Linked DNA regions of Gasterosteus aculeatus: region 1 is linked to region 2. A link is a contact called in public Hi-C data. All regions are on one chromosome and are shown on one strand. Each heading gives the region's core, a stretch centred on a gene start, on an enhancer-like site or on the middle of the called end of the contact. The rest is flanking DNA. Distances are from core to core; before and after follow the strand shown.

The links. Hi-C and Micro-C count contacts between places; a contact is called where the count stands out from the background.
Region 1: a Hi-C map of skeletal muscle shows a contact between it and region 2, with 12 times the contacts expected there. The contact joins two enhancer-like sites. A contact is called at or near these places in 5 of 6 Hi-C or Micro-C datasets (blood and trunk muscle, skeletal muscle, tail fin and 1 more).

What each region holds. Positions count from the first base shown.
Region 1 is chr1:10,154,625-10,159,100 of fGasAcu3.hap1.1, reverse strand. It overlaps arhgap35a (Rho GTPase activating protein 35a), which reads left to right. Exons shown (of 7, transcript XM_040173613.2): 7 at 1-1,075. Among protein-coding and RNA genes, the nearest start is that of npas1, 22 kb to the right of the region's middle. Within about 2 kb of position 3,205, at least 5 of the 9 cell types and tissues checked have open chromatin away from gene starts, as enhancers often do.
Region 2 is chr1:10,103,763-10,108,193 of fGasAcu3.hap1.1, reverse strand. It overlaps npas1 (neuronal PAS domain protein 1), which reads left to right. Exons shown (of 13, transcript XM_040186657.2): 7 at 704-878; 8 at 1,024-1,136; 9 at 1,479-1,675; 10 at 1,769-1,875; 11 at 2,122-2,269; 12 at 3,547-3,659; 13 at 3,755-4,431. Among protein-coding and RNA genes, the nearest start is that of LOC120824999, 6.5 kb to the right of the region's middle. Within about 2 kb of position 1,948, at least 2 of the 9 cell types and tissues checked have open chromatin away from gene starts, as enhancers often do.

The DNA of each region.
Region 1 (4,476 bases), core at 1,956-4,455, 50 kb before region 2:
TAACCAATCACTGAACTCTTAAAGGAACTTTAGAAGTCAACACTACCTACTTACTGTGTGTGTGTGTGGGGGGGGGGATTAGAGGGTAGAGGAATCATGAACATGTTTTTGGTCGGGTGAATTCGAGCGAACATGCTCTGGAGTCGGCCAGACACCCGTGTGATCCAAATAAACGTGAAGGAGAGGAATGCAGTTCTCCTTGCGGTCAGTACCCCGCTGTGTAACCCTGTTAGCTCGTCCAGATTACACACACTGATCCGCTGAAAGTGTGGGAGACACGGAGGAGAGCTGGGGGGGTTAGAGGGAGGAAAGACAGGCAGCAAAAGGGTGAATGGGATCATTATATGGGAGACGGAGGGAGGAAGGGGGGGAGACCACTGGTACTTGTGTGTGTGTGTGTGAACGCCCGCCAGTGGCGTTCCTTGTGTATATCAATGTGTTAATACTGAACTGACTGTGAGGCAGCCAAAGACTGTGTGGGGGGAAAAAAGGGTCGAGAAAGAGATGGGAAGCAAAGTGACAGTTTAGAAGAACAATTGAATTAAAAATGTGACTTTGGTTCAGCGATATGTGGCTTTTTCTTCTTTTCTTTTTTTTTTGCAACAATGGTGACCGATGTCTGTTAAGTTAAAATGAGAAACAAGCAAAACTATATTCAAATGGTTGTTTATTGGTATGTTAGGGGGTCTAACACATTGCCCTTTAGTCAGTGGTGATAGAAAAAAATCCTTTTTACGTTTTATTTTAATAATTAAAAAATACAAAGCTTTTTTTTTTAACAATTTCTTTGTGAACGATTGAGAGAGCAGCCCAGTATAGTGCATGATTACTTCCCAACCACGGAAGAGGGCTCCACAACTCTCACTATTTAAGATGATGATAAACAAATATAAAGAAATAATGGGAGAAAAGAAAATAATAAAAAATAAATGAAGTACTGTAAAGTGAAAGATAACATCAAACAAAAAAAACTGTCATTATTTGCTGAGTATGGTAATTTGTCTCAATGGGAATGGTGTATACAGCAAGGCCTTATGTGATCTGTATCATAGTTAATAAATCAAATCTTGTAAAACTACTGCTTCCTGTCTCTTTTTTACACTGTGATGAAATCCTGAGCAGCCTCTTTAATGCACTTAATTCTTGATTATATTGTATGATACCTCTTATCTCATTTTCTGTGAGGGAATATATATAAATCGGATCTAATCAAATAAGTTTGCATTGTATTTTTACCTTTTTTAAGTTTACAGGCTTGAAAAAAAAGGTCTATTTTAGAAGATTAAGATTAAGAACATTAAATTCTTAAATGTGTAAAAAATGCTGTGTCTTCATATATATCTTGCAAAAAGAATTGCTGATAGAAAAACATGAAACAATATAATCCGAGTGTGTGATTGAGACGTGCCGTAGCTATTGTGCAATAAACCGGGATTTTGTAAACCAATTTGCTTGATACATTGGTTTACATTACATTACATGTCATTTAGCAGACGCTTTTATCCAAAGCGACTTACATTACACTTTAAACCCATGGCTTTTTCACATTTTTGCCCGGGGAGCAATTAGGGGTTAGGTGTCTTGCTCAGGGACACTTCGACATGGAACATGGGGCAGCCTGGACTCGAACCAACAACCTTGTGCTTCCCAGCACACCATCTCTAACCCCTGCGCCACGACGTTTAAAAAAAACCCACATCCAACAGGCAGATTTTTGATTCTATATACACCTAAACCCCTTGATAAGTTACTTACCCAACATCCTTTTTGCAGATGTTTTTTATCTAAGTTACAGGACTCTTGATGTGAGCAGCAGGAATCTGGCATCTCACGTTCCTTCAGATTAACGCCACTCTACTAACAGTTTTGCAGCTGCTTTGGAGGATTGAAACACACTGTAGCTCCGATCTGTTGATACAGAGACGTCAGGACTTGCATAATTAAAGAGCAATGTTCATTTAAAAATGCTCTGAAAAGTTCAGTTCCACCCAGATTGACAAAATCCCACCACATGTTTTGTCTGTTTGCTGTGCATACGGTTGAAGGGCCACATTAGCCACTCAGGGGCCACTCAGATGAGATCACAGTGGCCCACAAGGGCCTCCGCTCTTTTTTGGGTGGGACGGTGCGTGGGGGGGCGCCGGCTCCGCCTGTGCCATTTTCCGGGCGATGTAGCCCAAGGACTTGGGTCCCTGCGAGGCCAACGCGAAGGCCTCACTGCCATTTCACGGTGCCCTCGTCTGACCTTTTCATTGAGTCAAACCAAAGGAAATCCATGTCCATGACCTTTGTGGTGCATCTCTCCATTCTGGCGCCGACAGAAAAAAAAGAAAAGGGCCACGGCGATAGAGGGGCGAGTGAAAAGGGCAGACAGGACACACAACCCTTGAACTCTAACCTTTAAGAGGTGTCACAAGGGAGTGAGTGGTGTGGGAGTTGATTGGAAGTCAAACACGGCGATCGTCAACGTTTGATCTAATGGCCAGCGTGGGGATGAAGCCACTCGGGGGTCGTCAGGGATACGACAGTTAATAACTAATTAAAAAGTGAGATAAGAGAATAAAGCACAATCATCTCCTGCTTTTTCCCTTGTGCGTACGCAGAGACGCCACTAGGGGGCGGAATTGTCCCACAAAGTACCCGGATACAGCCATCGCTCGGCCGGGTAGAGGAGGAGGAGGAGGAGGAGGAGGAGGAGAGGGGGGGGGGGGGGGCGTCGACATAATCGCTCGTGGTTTAAGGTTTGGAAGTCTCTACACACAGAGGTGGCGCATCCACGCGCTTTAATCCACGCGCTCGCACCGAGGCGATTGCGTGAGACGCGCATCCGGAGACGCGTCTCATTGATATGGAGCTCCTCTCCCCCGCTCGCGCGGTTTGAAGTTGGAGGAAATGGCTTTGACTGAACTCCAGAGAGCGTGCGGGGGGGAGGAGGAGGAGGAGGAGGATGATGATGATGGGGGGGGGCGCGCTCGCTAGAGTGAGCCTCGGAATAAAGACAAAGAATTTAATTTGAAGCCATCGGTGCTCTCTGCATTTAAGACGCGTGATGTGGTCCTTTAGAGCGATGCACGACCCGACAAACAACAACAACAACAACAACAACAACAACCGCCACTAAAGTTGTGAGGTAGACCGAGAGAAGGGGGGACACGTCTGCAGGGAGAGAGAGGGGGAGAGAGGGAGAGCGCGCGCTCTTATGGCGAGTCGAGGCACGTAGCTCCGCTCAGCCGTGTCTTTCCGCGGCTCGGAGCAGCTGCGGCGGCGGGGATTGAATTCAGATGCGGCCGCCGACTCCGCCTCGCGGCCCCGGGGCCCCGGGCCCGCTACAGGTGGAAATGCTCTTATCAATACGGACTGTCCGAGCCCGACTGCGGGCCGATCCGTCTCATTGATGATTTTAGGTGCCCCGTGGCCTCTTCCCCCCCCCCCCCCCCCCCCCCCCCCCGTCTCCCCGAGGAGCCCATTGATTAATGCCTGGGTCACGCGGCGGTATTTCCATATTGATGGCGCGATTGATGACAGCGCTCCAGGAGCGAGCCGATATTGAACAGCCGCAAAGTGATACGTTTCAAACTATTTGGCGTGCGTGTTCATGCATGGCGGGAACGGGGGAGGGTTCGGTGCACGTGGCGCAGGCGGCGGGGATCCAGGGGAAAGATGGGGTGTTTCATGATGGAGGCCGCGACTTCCATTCCACGTGCACATTCAGCAATGCTGTGGATCCTGTGATCAATTCCCTATGATAATAACATGCTGTTATTCTCTACCATCAATACTTATATAGACAGTAATAAGACTACATTTTATAACGAGGCGTAATAGTGTGTAAATGTGTTGCTTTATTGCTTTTTCAAATTAAACCGTTCTTAATTTGTATAAGGCGATGAATTAATATCAAATTGTATTAATTACCAGGAGGAAAATAAATGATTACACGCAAAAAAAACAAGCCAAAGCGTAAGCTAAGCTTGAATAATAGATCAAAGAAAGATAAATCCTAGGTAGTGTGGATGCATGAAATGTTCTTTCCACTTGATGTGAGTGTAAATAATATACGCGCTGACAAGATCAAACCGAGGGGCCATGCAATGATCAAGAAGGTAGAACAAATTCAACCAACAACTTTGAGACTAAATGTAGTGGATTAGGAACTTTTGTAACGTGACAACATTATTTTTAAGTTACTAAATCAATGCAGTTTATCATCTTCAAACAGGACAGTAAAAACTACTTTGTAAAATGAGGTTTCAAAGCAACATGACACAGCTAAGTTTTAAGAAGTCAGATTTTGGCCCAACTTGCAGGTGCATTGCGAGGACCATTGATGAAAGTCATTACAACAATATACTCATGCCAGAAAAAATAATTAGAGGGGTTTTTGCGAGGGCGGCTAATTGGCGTGCATCCTAATTTGACCTTTGTAGCCACGTTTGCGATGGTGATTTATTTATTTTAAAGTTGTTTTGCGAGGCA
Region 2 (4,431 bases), core at 699-3,198:
ATAGAAACTGCATGCATGTGTGTGAGCATGAATACTCTCCCTCTCTCTCTCTGCCTCTCTCTCCCCCATTACTTTTCTCTCTCACAGACACACACTCACACCTGCACGCGCGCACAATCATGTATACAGTTCCAGATGGAATCACGGGCGCCCCGATTGTGCTGTTTTTATGGATGCCGTGCAAGAGCAGCGCCATTATTACCTTTAAATGATTAGATATGTGACTGTGATGCATTATGATGATAGGATCATATAGAGCTGTATGAGCTGTTGCGTTGCTCTTTATGCCTGCCGGGATAGACTGTAACTGAATGAAGGGGCTGGCAGAGACACGGGGAATAAGAAGAATAGTAATGTGACCTTTGGAGATACTTGCAGTTCACCTGTTTTTAATCAGCAAATACAATTGATTTTTATCTCCCCCGGTTTTATTTGTGTAATACTGTAGTCACTTGGTCCTCTGAGACTGGACTTAAATGTATGTATGTGCGTGTGTGCGTGCGTGGGAATGTCTTACAACCGCTACACTCCTTGTTGAGTTGTAACCTGGAGCAGTGCTTTCATTTTCCTGCCATAATGTATATTGATTTTTTTCCCTGCGCGTGTGTGTGTGTGTGTGTGTTTTTTGCCGTCCGGAGGCATTTGTGCTCTGAGCTTCGTTTTTTTTTTTTTTTTTTTGATCAGCGTATCCGCTTCTCTTCAGGTGGAGCTGACCGGCAGCAGTGTGTTTGACTACATCCATCCGGCGGACCACGTGGAGATGGCCGAGCGGCTGGGAATCAGCCCGCATCTGAGGGCCGAGGCCGGCTGCCACACGGGACCCGAGAGCGCCTCCAGCTCAGCGTCCACCTCATCCCTGGCTGGTACCCCTGAACCCGGTACTGGCTATGATTTCAATCCACAAAGCTGAGAGAGAAACATAAGAACGACATCTCAAACACATCTCAAAATAAGTGCATTTATGACGAATCCTGCAGGATGGATATGTTTTTGTAGTTTTACGTCTTCTTTCATCCTCCACAGCTCCGTCTAGTCCTCATTCTCCTGCTGATGATCCTCCGGACCGCGGCTACTTCATCCGCATGAAGTCCACGCTCACCAAAAGAGGCCTGCATGTCAAGTCCTCCGGATACAAGGTACAAAGAAAATAATGACCTATACTTTGAAAACCCATCTAGTTTTATTCCTATTTACCTACTTGTTTTTTTTGGGAGAGTGAAATAACAAGAAGCATCTTGTCACATGGTTTCCGCGGCTGGCGCCTCACTGCACTGTCAAATTGCCCGTTTTCAGTGTGTTTTATGGCTGTGACCTCATTTTACGCTGGACTGCTGCACAGTTTACTGCTCTCGCTGGCCGTGCTGCTGCCATCCGTCGGCTGCGGTTACTTTCTCTACCCTGAGTTGTGTAACGTCTGGCGGCGTAAAACGCGTCCTTCCATGAAACGAGCGCGCGCTGATGTCTTTGCCGTTTGTCAGGTGATCCACGTGACGGGACGGATCCGCTGCCGCCCTGCGCTCGTGCCGGGCTCCACGCGCTCAGGCCGCCGGCCGATGGGTTTGGTTGCCCTGGCGCACACTCTCCCGCCCTCCACGCTCAATGAGGTCCGCATGGAGAGCCAGATGTTTGTCTTCCGGGTGAACATGGACCTGCAGGTCACATACTGTGAGAACAGGTACGGCTTTTGCCCCGTGTGTGAGGAGTTGCGGCGGTATACACAATAATACACAAGTACAAGTGTGTTTTTTGTTGGTGCGTGCCTCCACAGGATCTCAGAGTATATGGATCTGACCCCGGCAGAGGTGGTCGGACACACCTGCTACCACTTCATCCATATAGAAGACCTGGAAAACCTCCGGCAGAGCCACGAGGATTGTGAGTCACAGCTACACGCATGTCTGCTGTATGTAATGGATCCACGCCGCCTTGGCGCTACACGCGGTGTCTGACCTGTGGAGTGAGAGCCAGTTGAAATCTCCTTCTGTCCCGTTGCGAGAGGCGCCCTCTGCTGCCATCATCGTGAACTGCCAAACCAATGACTCTCTCCTTCCCTGCCCTTCTTCTCCCTCCCGTGTCCTGTCCTGCGTCCCTCCTCCCCATCTCCCCCCCCCCTGCTCTCAGTGCTGAGGAAAGGCCAGGTGGTGACCGGCTACTACCGTTGGCTCCAGAGGAGAGGAGGCTACCTGTGGATCCAGTCCAGCGCCACCGTGTCCATCAACCACAAAGCCCCCCATGAACGCAACGTCATCTGGGTCAATTACATCCTGAGGTCAGTACAGTCTGTGCTCATGTGAACTGAGGTTAGCAGAGAACCTTTGAAGGGCCGATGAAATGAAGAGGGATTAATGAAAGACTTGATGATAACACAAATGGTGCCGTCAAAGCAAAGCACAAGCAGTTATTTTTAATATAAACATTCAAACATTTATATATATTATACAGTTTTGAGATGAAAAATTGAATTTTATGCTTTTGGTTTTTCTCTTCAAAATTATATTATAGTTGCCAAATTGTTTTGTCCATTATAGAAAGCAGATTTTAGGGTTAGAACTCAGTTTTCTCAGTTTTCTTACTGCGCATTCTTATGATGATCTTTTTTCTTGTAACTATTTATCTATTTTTGTTTTGTTCAAATTATTTAAACGTCCCTCCTCTGCAGAGTATATCAAGCTGCTTGCAAACATGCAGTTAACATGACTCACTCACTACTTAATATCATCACTCTAAATAATCTTGTAAGGAGATTTTGAGGGAAGACTCTGCACTTTTTGTCGCAGTTCAAATGACGCAGTATTATTTCTGTCCAAGGCTTTATTTATACACTCAACAGGCGCAGCGACCGCAGTAACCTCGGCAAAATATGCTTTGCTTATTTCCCTCGTGTATACGCACACATATTCACCCAGACACTGACGCAGACACACATTTGTAAGATCCATGCGCACAATGTGCACACGCTCGTACATGATAAAAATGTGTGCACAACGGCAGACACAAAAACAAAAGGACTAGGCTGAATTTCAATGCTAATTGGACTGACGCTATATAATTACAACAAATGGATTCGGTCAGAATTTTGGGGCTGAATGGTGTTTTAGTTAATTAGTGCTGTAATTACAAGAGCTCATTAAGTTCTCCAACAGCCCCCTCCTTGTCTGAGCTTAGTTGTGTATTGGGGGGCTGCTGAGTGGGGCCTTGTGTGTGTGTGTGTGTGTGTGTGTTTTTGTGCGCGTGTGTCTTGAAGGGCGGTGTTTGTCAGTTTGCGTGTCGGTGCTTGTGTATCGTGTGATAAGGGCAGTTTGTTTAGAGAATCGGGTTGATTTGCTAGGTGGAGTTTGTCAGGCGGATTGTATGTTGTTTCCGTCTCAAAGTATTCACTCAAAGTCAGAAAGGCATTAGTGTTTTTTTTGTTTCTTTGTTTTGTGGCTTTTAAGCGTTGATCATCCGTGTGTCGGTGCACCGTTTTCTGCCTCTCCTTTTACATTATCACGTCCGTCCTTCTCGCCGTCCGTTTTTGAATCCATCTCTATTTCTAACATCATCCAGTCGAACAGAGTTGCCCGACACCCCCCTGGACATACTGCAGCTACCGGAGAATGTAAGAGCAGAGCGACTGCGGGTCAGCTCATCCCCCACCGACAGTTCCCCCCAGGCCCGAGGTACGGTGCTACACACACACTGGCTCTTTCCCATGATGCCCACTGACACACATAAACACCTTTTCGGTGCCCCTTTAATCACCCTTCCTCCTTAGGATCGCACCCAATGAAGAGCTCGGTGGGGAAGAGCGACCCCGGCTCTAAAGGCAGAGAGAAATTTACCACCGCGGCCGTCCAATCAGAGGCCAGGAGGAAGCGCCTGCTGAGGTCCGACCCGGAGGGGGCTCCTCCTGAAACCCGCCGCCGACTGGAGGAGCTCCGCCAGGCAGAGGAGAGCGTGTCGGCCTCCTCGGACCTGGCCAGCGAAAGCGAGGGCGAGGAGGAGGAAGAGGCGGAGTGGGACCAGGGGGGAAACGGTGAGAGACTGAAACAGGAAGAAGCTGGAGGAGGCAAACCGAGTAGGGGCGGCGACGCCCCCATCGGAGGGGAGCGGGGCAGCAGGGTGCACAACGGGCGGGCTGTGATCCAGCAGCTGAAAAGCGTAGTGAGCCAGCCCCCGCTGCCTGGCAGCCCCAGCATCAAGACGGAACACGAAGCCCTGACCACCGGGGGAGGGCGTTGGGGGTCACACACGCAGACCTCCGCCTCCCACGCGCACACCACTCAGCCCCAACCCTCGCACGCACACACACCCTCCAGCAGCCTCAACGGCGACAGCCCCACCACCCCGATCCCGGACTCTTCTTCCAGCAGCGACGCCCCCCCTAAAGGGCTGTTCACTCCCCCTTCCCCCGCTCTTTCGCCCGCAATGTCCGTGTCCTCGCCGTTGCCA